3 separate regions of the Mus musculus genome follow, and regions 2 and 3 are each linked to region 1. The links are chromatin contacts, called in public HiChIP or PLAC-seq maps. All regions are on one chromosome and are shown on one strand. Each heading gives the region's core, a stretch centred on a gene start, on an enhancer-like site or on the middle of the called end of the contact. The rest is flanking DNA. Distances are from core to core; before and after follow the strand shown.

Region 1 (3,047 bases), core at 270-2,769:
TTTTTCCCCTACAAAAGGGAGGGGGTAAGGGGGGTCGGTTAATCTCTCACATGTAAGGTTAAATATCACAAAAACAATACTCTCATGCCAGCTGGTTCGCTCTGTAAGAACAAAAATGAGAAATTGTCTTTGTGAATCGAATCCAGGATTCATAAACATTTTATCGAAGTCTTGTTCTCAGCAAGGAGAGTCTTTTAAGTGTCAATTATTCGAAATCTAGACAGCTTTGAGAACCTGCTGGTTCATTTGCCATTCATACTAAAGTGTATGTCTTCTCAAATGTCAATTACTACTGGTCTCATTGGACCAAACACAAAGTCGAAAAAAACAAAACAGGCAAGAAATAAACACAGCAAAAACCAAGGGTTCCCCTAACACCCAAGGTTTAGTGCTTCCGACGCCGTTCCGGTGCTTAATGCCTTTCAAGTCCTACCTAATAATTCTCAGCTCCCAAGCAAAAGATGCTCGTACAATCTCTAGGCATGACAACTCACCCGTTTTCCCCGAACCTGGTAGTCCCTGCTAGCCTTGCTTCGCCAAAGCAGATTAGAAATACAAGCCCAGATTGTACGGGGAAAGCTGTTAAGTAGGCAATTTGGAGATGTGTCTCCACTTGCACCAGCAGCCGACGCAGACCTGGCCAGGATGGCCCTTACCCACTCAAAAAATCCTACGACAGCAATCATTTTCCGGCAAGTTGGAGAGCCGAAACCACAACGTGGAAAACTCTGTAAGGACTCCCCAAGATAACGAGCTAGGACTTTAATTTACTCTCGGAAAGGGAGCGGTCAAGGCTTGAAGCGCGGCAAGCCAGTACTTTCGAAACTGTCACTGCACTACAAAAACTAGTGTCTCCCGCCCAAAGTGTGGCACGCGAAAAAGCCAGAGCTCCAGTCCTCAGAAACACACGCCGGGAAGCCTCTGGCCGGTCAGGCTGGGGAACGGGGAGAAGAGGGCCGGAACCCTCATCTGCTCCTGGCAGCCCCAGAGCGGGAAAGGGCCGCCTCGGACCCATAGTCCAGCGACGGAAACCCAGGCCTCCCCGGCGCCCGGAGCCCCAGTCTAACCCGGGCCTCCGTCCCCATTATCCCGCCACCACCCCCGCCCGCGCAGGCGCAGTGGGAGCCGGGCCTACCCGCGCCCCCGAGGCACCGCCGCCATGGCGGAGCGGAGGAGGCCGGCGGCGGCTTAGCGCCCAGCGAGCGCCGCGCTCGCGTCCCCGCGGCCTCCTAGCCACAGCCGCGGCCCTGTCAGCCCCCCGGCCGGCCCCTCCGCCGCCCTCCTCACCCGTTCTTCAGATCCACCTCCAGGATCTTCCCGTAGCCCTTAAAGAAGCGCTCCACATCGCGCTCCCGGGCCTGGTAGCTCAGGCGGCCGATGTACACCCGCGGCATTCCGGCGGCGGCAGCTGGCCCCGGCCCCCCTCAGGCGGCGGCCGGCGAAGGGAAAACGCGGCGGCGGCGGTAACGGGCGGGCGGCGGGACGGACGCAGCCGAAGCCCGGCGACGTACGCGAGCACGCAGCTCGAGAACGCGCGCCCCCGTCTCCCTACCCCCCCCCCCCCGGCGGAGGGGAACGGGAGGGAGCGCGCGCCCGCTTCCCGCCTGGTCAGGGGCGGGGGCGGGGCTTTACTGGAGGCGCGCCGGCGCGGGGCGGGACCTGGCCGAGTGAGCGACAGCTGCAGCACGTCCTCTCGCGAGCTCGCCGTGGCAGCGGCACTTCCCCCGGAAGTGCCTGCGCGGGTGCGCGCCGAGCGGGTGTTCCCGCCTTTGTCCTTTGCTCTGGTAGACTTTCTGTTTTGGGGTGGTTTTCGGTAAACGTCCCTGTGGGAAGTTAGTGGATCCATGACCTTGGGCCCATTTTCCTTTCTCTCGGATCTTTGAGTCTCTTTTATCTTCCTTGTACTTTCAGGGTTGTCTCTACAGTGTCGATACTAGGTATGTAAAAGTGTTCCAATAATTGGTTCGGTATTATTTTGCGGTGTTGTGGATCGAACTCAGGGCCATACGGATGTTAACAAGTGCCCTATCTCTGAGTTACATCTCAGATTTAATTTTTATTTTTTAAAGCACTGACTGCCAGAGGTCCTGAGTTCAATTGCCAGCAACCACATGGTGGCTCACAACCATCTGTAATGGGAATCGGATGCCCTCTTCTAGGGTGTCTGTCTAAAAACAGCTACACTGTACTCATACACATAAAATAAATCCTTAAACAAAAAAGTTCTGACTGTCCTAGAAATAGCCCTGTAGACCAGGCTGGCCTGAAACTTTGCCTGTCTGCCTATTGGCTGGGATTAAAAGCATGTGCCAAACTATGTCCGTTCAGTTTAGTGCCTTGTAGTTAGATTAAGCACGACAGAAAATTACTATTTTCTTTTTTTGTTTATTCATTTTGAGAAAGGGTTTTTCTGTATATCCCCGGCTGTCCCGGAACTCCCTCTGTGGACCAGGCTGGCTTCAAACCTGCCTGCTTCCCAAGTGCTAGAGTTAAAGGTGTACCCCATCTCTGCCAGCTCAGAAAAAATTTCTAACCTGCAAGATTATAATCTATAGATGTCCAGTGTATTGCCAAAATAACCAAATGTAATGAACTGTGCTGGGGCATGTGGGTGCTCAGTAATGAAAGGTTCCTTTTCAGCTTTGCCCAGGAATCACTGAGGGGTTTAGTCTCTTTACTGCATTTCCACTTTAACTGATGTGCTGGGTAAAGTTTTCTCTTCTGCATCTTCTGCTTTCCTTTCTAGAGGCAGTTTCTTAAGTATTCCTTTAGAAGTTAATTTACCATACAGCACTTGGCTTTTCTTTTTTAAGACAAGAACTTTCTATGTCTAATGGCCTTTGACTAACCTGTAAAAGCCTTTCTAAGAACTGTGATTGTCAATTGCAGGTGTGCATCACACCTGATTTTTTTTTTTTTTTTTTTTTTTTTTTTTGAGACAGGGTTTCTCTGTATAGCCCTGACTGTCCTGGAACTCACTCTGTAGACCAGGCTGGCCTCGAACTCAGAAATCCACCTGCCTCTGCCTCCCGAGTGCTGGGATTAAA
Region 2 (3,047 bases), core at 378-2,877, 320 kb before region 1:
TGATCCCCTGGTCTACACCTGAATGCTGGGATTATAGGCCAGCCTGTCTTAGTTTGTAACTTCTTTTTTTTTTAAGCTTTGTATCTAAAACATTGTTATATTGTGAGAGAGAGCAAGCACACCCCAATGTGTGAAAGTGGAGGTTGGAGGCAACTTTGAGGGGTGATTGCTGAGTAGTAGGTCTCTGGGTTTGCCTTTACCTGTTGAGCCATCTCAGTGCCTGGGTTCAGAATATCTCTTTTAGTGGCTTTGTAATCTGTTAAAGACAGCCTGACTATAGCTCTGGCTGGCCTTGAACTCATATCAGTCTTTCTAATGAATCCTCTCAAGTGTTAGGATTGCAAGTGAGAGATAGTTCATACAGGTTCTATATGTTCTTATTAAATGACTAGGGCAGAAATTACCATACTTGCCCAGCATTGTGGCAAATGCCTTTACACAGAATACTCAGGAGGCAGGTGGGTTGAATGAGTTTGAGGCCAGCCTGATCTCCTTAGTGACTTCCAGGATGACCAGGGCTACACAGTGAAGTTTTGTCTTAAAAAAAGAAGCCGGGTGTGGTGGTGCACGCCCTAATCCCAGCACTTGGGAGGCAGAAACCCTGTATGAAAAACAACAACAACAACAAAAAAAGGACGGGGGTGGGTGGGAATAAACATACTTACTGTTGTTTTCCATTTATTCCTTACTTCAACACTTTGAAGTTCACTTTTTAGGTCCCCCTGAATAGAACGTCCAGTTCTATTTGTTGGGTGTATTTTGTATACTCAACATGTGTGGGAGTCAGAAAACAGCTTGTGGTAGTTGGTTCTCTTCCACTGTCTGGGAGTGTAGCTCTGTTTATAAAGCACTTGCTCAGATTGCACAAAATTCTCCTAGCACTGCACAATGGAGTGGCCCATTACTTCTAATTCCAGCATTGGAAGGGTGGAGGTAGGAGGATTAGAAGTTCAGAGTTACCTCTGAGGCTGTTCTGGGCCACATGGCACTCTTGATTTAAAGGGAAAAAAAGAAATGGAGGAATGTGAGTGAAATTCTGCAGACTCAGCATCTTTGTTACTTTTGTTTGGTTGTTTAATGTGGGGTGGGGGAGGATGGGCAAAGAGGCCTAGATGTCCTTGCTGGAATGATGTAGAGGCTGATACAGATTTTGAAGTATTGCATTGAGTTCTCAGTAGTTCAAGGGACTGTGATGAAGGACTTTCACATAGCTCTTTTCTTTATTTACCTTTTATTTTGTGTTTGTGTAACTTGTTGGTTGTATGAGCCACAACGTGCATGATGTAGATCATAACAGTCTGCTGTAGTTCTCTGATACCATTGTGGTTCCCTGGGATCATAGTCAAGGCAGTAGACTTGATGACAAGCGCCTTTACTTGCTGACTCATTGTTGACCTGATTGGAATTAAGGCAAGCAGAGGTTGATCCCTTTCTGCTTTCTGTAACCACTACTGACCCTTACTTAAGTCTGCAAATGAGCCAAGAAGAAAAGCACTGATTGTGGCAGTTTAGATCGTTCCATTGCCAGAGGTTGACAGTAAAGTTGTTGCTGCCCCCTTCTGTACACAGTGATAAGCGCCAACAAAGGTAGTGCAAGTATCTGGGTAATACTTTGCACTGCTGAGTAAACAAGCCCCAGCAGACCTGACGTTAAGGATAATTAGAACATGAGGTCACCTGAAGTGCTTCAGAGCAGTGTATGTTAAAATGCTGACACTGGGCCAACAAGATGGCTTAGTGGGTAAAGGACTATGTTAGCCTGGCAACCTGAGGTCAATTCCTAGACCCCATGTTTTTGTTGTTTTTTTTTAATAGGCAGAACAAAAAACTTCTTGAAGATGGCTCAGCAGTTAAGAGCATGTACTGTTCTGCACTTAGCAGAGGACCTGAGGTTATGCTAGGAGGCTGACAAACTCCAGTAACTTCAGCTCAAGGAGATCAGTGCCTCTGAGGGCACCTGTACTCACTTGCATATACACACACATAATTAAAAATAAAATAAATGTTTCATTAAAAGTGGAGTGTGATAAAGGAAGCTACTTGATGTCAACCTCCAGCAGAGACAAGCACACCTGCAGCTCATTCAGCTGTACATGTGCATAAAACAGAAAATATGGAGGCGGGAACTACCTTTCAAATTTTCCCTGAGAGGCTGGAGAGGTGGCTCAGTGGTTAAGAGCACTGGTTGTTCTCCTGAGTTCAAACCCCAGCAACCACATGGTGGCTCACAACCATCTGTAATGGGATCTGATGGCCTCTTCTGGTGTGTTTGAAGACAATGACAGTGTACTCACATACATAAAAATAAATACTTTAAAAAAAAAGGCTAATCCAAATTTGAGTTGTTAGACATAGAGGAAACTGCTCTTTTCAACTTATTTGCACTTAGTCTGCTCTCTATAGCTGTGGTTTCTGTATCTGTCACTTCGGCTGGCTGGATTGGAAATATCTGGTAGTGTAACTCAGTAGTAGAGAACTTAGTTCATACAATGTCCTGAGGTAAGTCTCCTTCACGTATAGCCTTGTCATTGTTCCTAAACAGTATAGTATAGTAATTATTTACAGAGCATTTTCATTTGATAGTATGTGATTTAGGGGTGATTTAAAGTGTATCAGGTATGTTGCTTAGTGGTGAAATGTTGGCAGAACATTTTCAAAGTCTAATATCTTCAACACACAAGAAAATTTGTGTTGGTTGTGTGCAAACACTACCATTTTCTTTATTATTGCTGACTTTTATACTGTGCTATTTTCTGTAAGGTACTTGAGTATCTTGGATTTTTTTAGATGGTGGGAGAAATTCCTAGAACCCCCATGGACTTCAGATTGTAATTTTTATTTATTTTTGAGATAGGATCGCATATATCCCAGAACTTGTTATATGGGCAAGGGTGACCTTGAACTTATTATCAAGCTTCTGCTTTCTAGATTCTGGGATTACAGGCTTCTGCTACCATGTCTGATTTTCTGTGGTGTTGAACCCAGCACTGTGTACATACAAAACGGATACTACAAGCACTGTTACATCCCCAATCCTCTTGTGGGTC
Region 3 (3,047 bases), core at 344-2,843, 270 kb before region 1:
ACAACCCAGGATCATCTGCCTAGGGGTGGAACCGCCCATCAATCATCCATCAAGAAAATGGCGCACAGACTTGCCTATCGGTACATTTTTTTTTTTAAAGATTTACTTATTTATTATATGTAAGTACACTGTAGCTGTCTTCAGACACTCCAGAAGAGGGCGTCGGATCTTGTTACAGATGGTTGTGAGCCACCATGTGGTTGCTGGGATTTGAACTCTGGACCTTCAGAAGAGCAGTCGGGTGCTCTTACCCACTGAGCCATCTCACCAGCCCCTATCGGTACATCTTAAGGGGCATTTTCTCAGTTAAGATTCCCTCTTCCCAGGTATGCTTAGTCGAGGAGGAGGGAAACAAACCAATCCAACACAAACACCACGGAGCTCCCTGCTGTGACCCTGGCTGTCTTCAGTCTTTTTGACTTGTAGGACCTTTATATATGTTTTTCTTTTTTCTAGAAGGCTCTTCCTATTTCTTCCCTAAATTAGTCTCCCCCACCTCTAAATCCACACAACACCTTAAGTGTCATTTCTTTTAGGAATATTCTCCTGACCCTACCCTGCCCCGACATTCCTTGAATAGGACTTCATTGTGTTTTTTTAGAATCGATGCATCTCTTCCGGTCTGAGCTGTAAGCTCTTGGGAGCCGGGCCTTTGATTATGCACACCGATGTACCTGGCTCTTCTGTTAGGCGCCCTCAGAGTGAATGTGGAGCTAGTGAACTGGGCGCAGGAAAGTGTGGCTGATAACGGATGTTTGTGGTTTTATTTATCGCTCAAGCAGCCTGCTAGCTCAGAGCAATGAGCCAGACAGGAAAGTTGTGTCTCTAATAACATACACACATCTGTCCAGATAGGTGTGACCTTTTTCAGCTTGATGTAGTGAGATGGTTAGTGACCTTGATTGCGGCTTATGTCTGCCATGTCCGGTGCCAAGCTGTACAGACCCAGGTGGGCTTATTTCCAGTGTCTCCCCTTGAGGTTGTAGCTGATCATATTACTAGTTTTCATCCGGAGCCTTTGGGGGAACTGGACGGTTTTGTTTTTGTTTCTTGGTCAGGAATCACTTGGCAGTTCTAGAAGACACGGCAAGGAGCAGAGCGCACACAGTACACGGGGGTGGTGGTGGTGGTGGTGGTGGTGGTGGTGGTGGTGGTGGAAATCTGAGTTCTTTACTCCGTTGTCTTCATCTCCCCAAAACCCTCTGAAGGCGGCAGGAGATTTTCTTCATCGTGCAGTCACAGAGAATGAACTTGAGAGTGCTTAAGCGGCTCGCTCAAGGTTACTCCCATCGTCCGTGAAGAGGCGGGAGGCGGGATTCGCATCCAGGTTCTTCTGACTCCGAAGTGGCACGGGGGTGGGGCGGGAGGCTGGGCCGGGCTGGGGGCACCTGGAGTCAGCGGAGCCCAGGCAGGGAGCGCGCGCGAGGCCTCTCTGGCCCAGCTCGGAGCCCGGTGGTGCAGCGCCCGCCCCCGATCGCGGGCGCAGACTGGCGGCCGCCTCCGGACCACGTGGTGCGCGCGGCGGCTCGGGGCTCCCCGGGCTTGGGCGAGCACTGCGGGCGGTCGACCGGGCGGAGGAGGCGGGAGCGAGCGCTGCAGCCTGCGGCGTCGGGGCCGTGGCCTCCGTTTTCCGCGCGCCACTCGCTGGGTCCCTGCGCCCAGGGCGCACGGTGGAGACGGACACGGCGGCGCCATGGAGCTGGTGCCCTCTGCCCGTGCGGAGCTGCAGTCCTCGCCCCTCGTCAACCTCTCGGACGCCTTTCCCAGCGCCTTCCCCAGCGCGGGCGCCAATGCGTCGGGGTCGCCGGGAGCCCGTAGTGCCTCGTCCCTCGCCCTAGCCATCGCCATCACCGCGCTCTACTCGGCTGTGTGCGCAGTGGGGCTTCTGGGCAACGTGCTCGTCATGTTTGGCATCGTCCGGTGAGTCAGCCGAGGGCGTCGCGGGGTTTGGTCCCAGGGTCAGAGTGGACTCTACTCTTTGTAGACCAGGATACCCAACCCTGACTCCCCGGGTTCCTGAATGTCCTGCACAGAGGCCAGGTCCTCTGAGATTATGAGGACAAGGCGTGTGTGTGTGTGTGTGTGTGTGTGTGTGTGTGTGCTTGCACTAGCCTAACTACATAACACTTAATCATCCTTGACATCTCTTTGCTTCTGCATCATGGAGGTGGGACAGTTTGGCAACACTTTGTGTGTCTGCCGCGCACGCAGTTTGTGATTGGGCAGTTTGACGGTAGCGTGTGTGTTCGATCCTCTGAAACCTTGCAAGGGTGAGCTGAGGTGCTCTACAAAATACCTTAGGTCTTTGGAGCATACAACAGGGACAGACTGTCTGCTCCGGGCTGTGGGGACACGCCCCAAGTCACATTTAGTAGTCGGTCTTCTGTGGTTGCTGTGTGTGTGCTTGTCCCAAGCCATCAGTTTGTAATTCTGTATGAGACTGAGAGTGTATTTGCATTGTTTCTTGTCAAACCTCTAGGTCATAGGTGATGGAGGCACCCGGGATGACTTTGAACACCAGTCTTTGTGCTGCGTGTTCTCTGATGGAGAGCCCCGTAGTTCCTGTGAACTGGCCATGGGGTTCTCTCTTCCCTTCCCCAGTGGCCATGTGGTCAGGAACTCGGGATATGATTCAGGGCAGATTTATCCTCCTTGAGGCCTGGGCTACAGAATGAACTTAAGGCCAGCTAGAGAAGAGAGAGAGGGAGGGAGGGAGGGAGGGAGGGAGGGAGAGAGAGAGAGAGAGAGAGAGAGAGAGAGAGAGAGAGAGAGAGAGATTATTAGTAAGGGCTTTAGGGGCCACAGACTGTACGCTTAATTGATAGCTTCTGCAGCATGTGTGAATCCTTACATTAGTTTGTAGTGTTCAGTCCCCAGCACACTACACACTGGACATGGTGGTCCCACGGCTGTAATCCCAGTCCTGGGGGGTGTTGAAGCAGAAGGCTCAGAAGTTCAAAGTCATGCTTTGGTTACATAGAGAATTTGAGGCCAGACTAGGATAATGGGCTTGGGGTATAGCTAAATGGCAGGGTACTTGCCTCCAG

The links. HiChIP or PLAC-seq counts read pairs in DNA pulled down with a chosen protein or histone mark.
Region 2: an H3K4me3 HiChIP or PLAC-seq map of bone marrow-derived macrophages shows a contact between it and region 1, with 4 times the contacts expected there. The contact joins the enhancer-like site here to the promoter of Srsf4 in region 1. A contact is called at or near these places in 10 of 39 promoter capture datasets (the 3T3-L1 cell line, the C10 cell line, the HPC-7 cell line and 8 more), 8 of 484 Hi-C or Micro-C datasets (CD4 T cells, CD8 T cells, the G1E-ER4 cell line and 3 more), 13 of 115 datasets of contacts at active chromatin or transcription factors (the SCID.adh cell line, astrocytes, bone marrow-derived macrophages and 7 more) and 4 of 9 other capture datasets (adipose tissue, embryonic stem cells, liver and 1 more).
Region 3: a contact with region 1 is called in an H3K4me3 HiChIP or PLAC-seq map of bone marrow-derived macrophages, with 3 times the contacts expected there. The contact joins the promoter of Oprd1 here to the promoter of Srsf4 in region 1. A contact is called at or near these places in 2 of 39 promoter capture datasets (hippocampal neurons and stem cell-derived epiblast-like cells), 8 of 115 datasets of contacts at active chromatin or transcription factors (bone marrow-derived macrophages, embryonic limb bud, embryonic stem cells and 3 more) and 3 of 9 other capture datasets (adipose tissue, liver and pancreatic islet).

Annotation. Positions count from the first base shown.
Region 1 is chr4:131,872,111-131,875,157 of GRCm38.p6, reverse strand. It overlaps Srsf4 (serine and arginine-rich splicing factor 4), which reads right to left and starts at 1,519. Exons shown (of 6, transcript NM_020587.2): 1 at 1,288-1,519. The coding sequence starts at 1,394.
Region 2 is chr4:132,196,966-132,200,012 of GRCm38.p6, reverse strand. The region is part of intron 4 of Ythdf2 (YTH N6-methyladenosine RNA binding protein 2); the gene reads left to right. Among named protein-coding and RNA genes, the nearest start is that of Ythdf2, 14 kb to the left of the region's middle. Within about 2 kb of position 1,627, at least 101 of the 459 cell types and tissues checked have an H3K27ac peak or open chromatin away from gene starts, as enhancers often do. A contact at or near this core is called in CD8 T cells, the G1E-ER4 cell line, adipose tissue and 3 more, where this site is marked.
Region 3 is chr4:132,143,032-132,146,078 of GRCm38.p6, reverse strand. It overlaps Oprd1 (opioid receptor, delta 1), which reads left to right and starts at 1,593. Exons shown (of 3, transcript NM_013622.3): 1 at 1,593-1,920. The coding sequence starts at 1,694.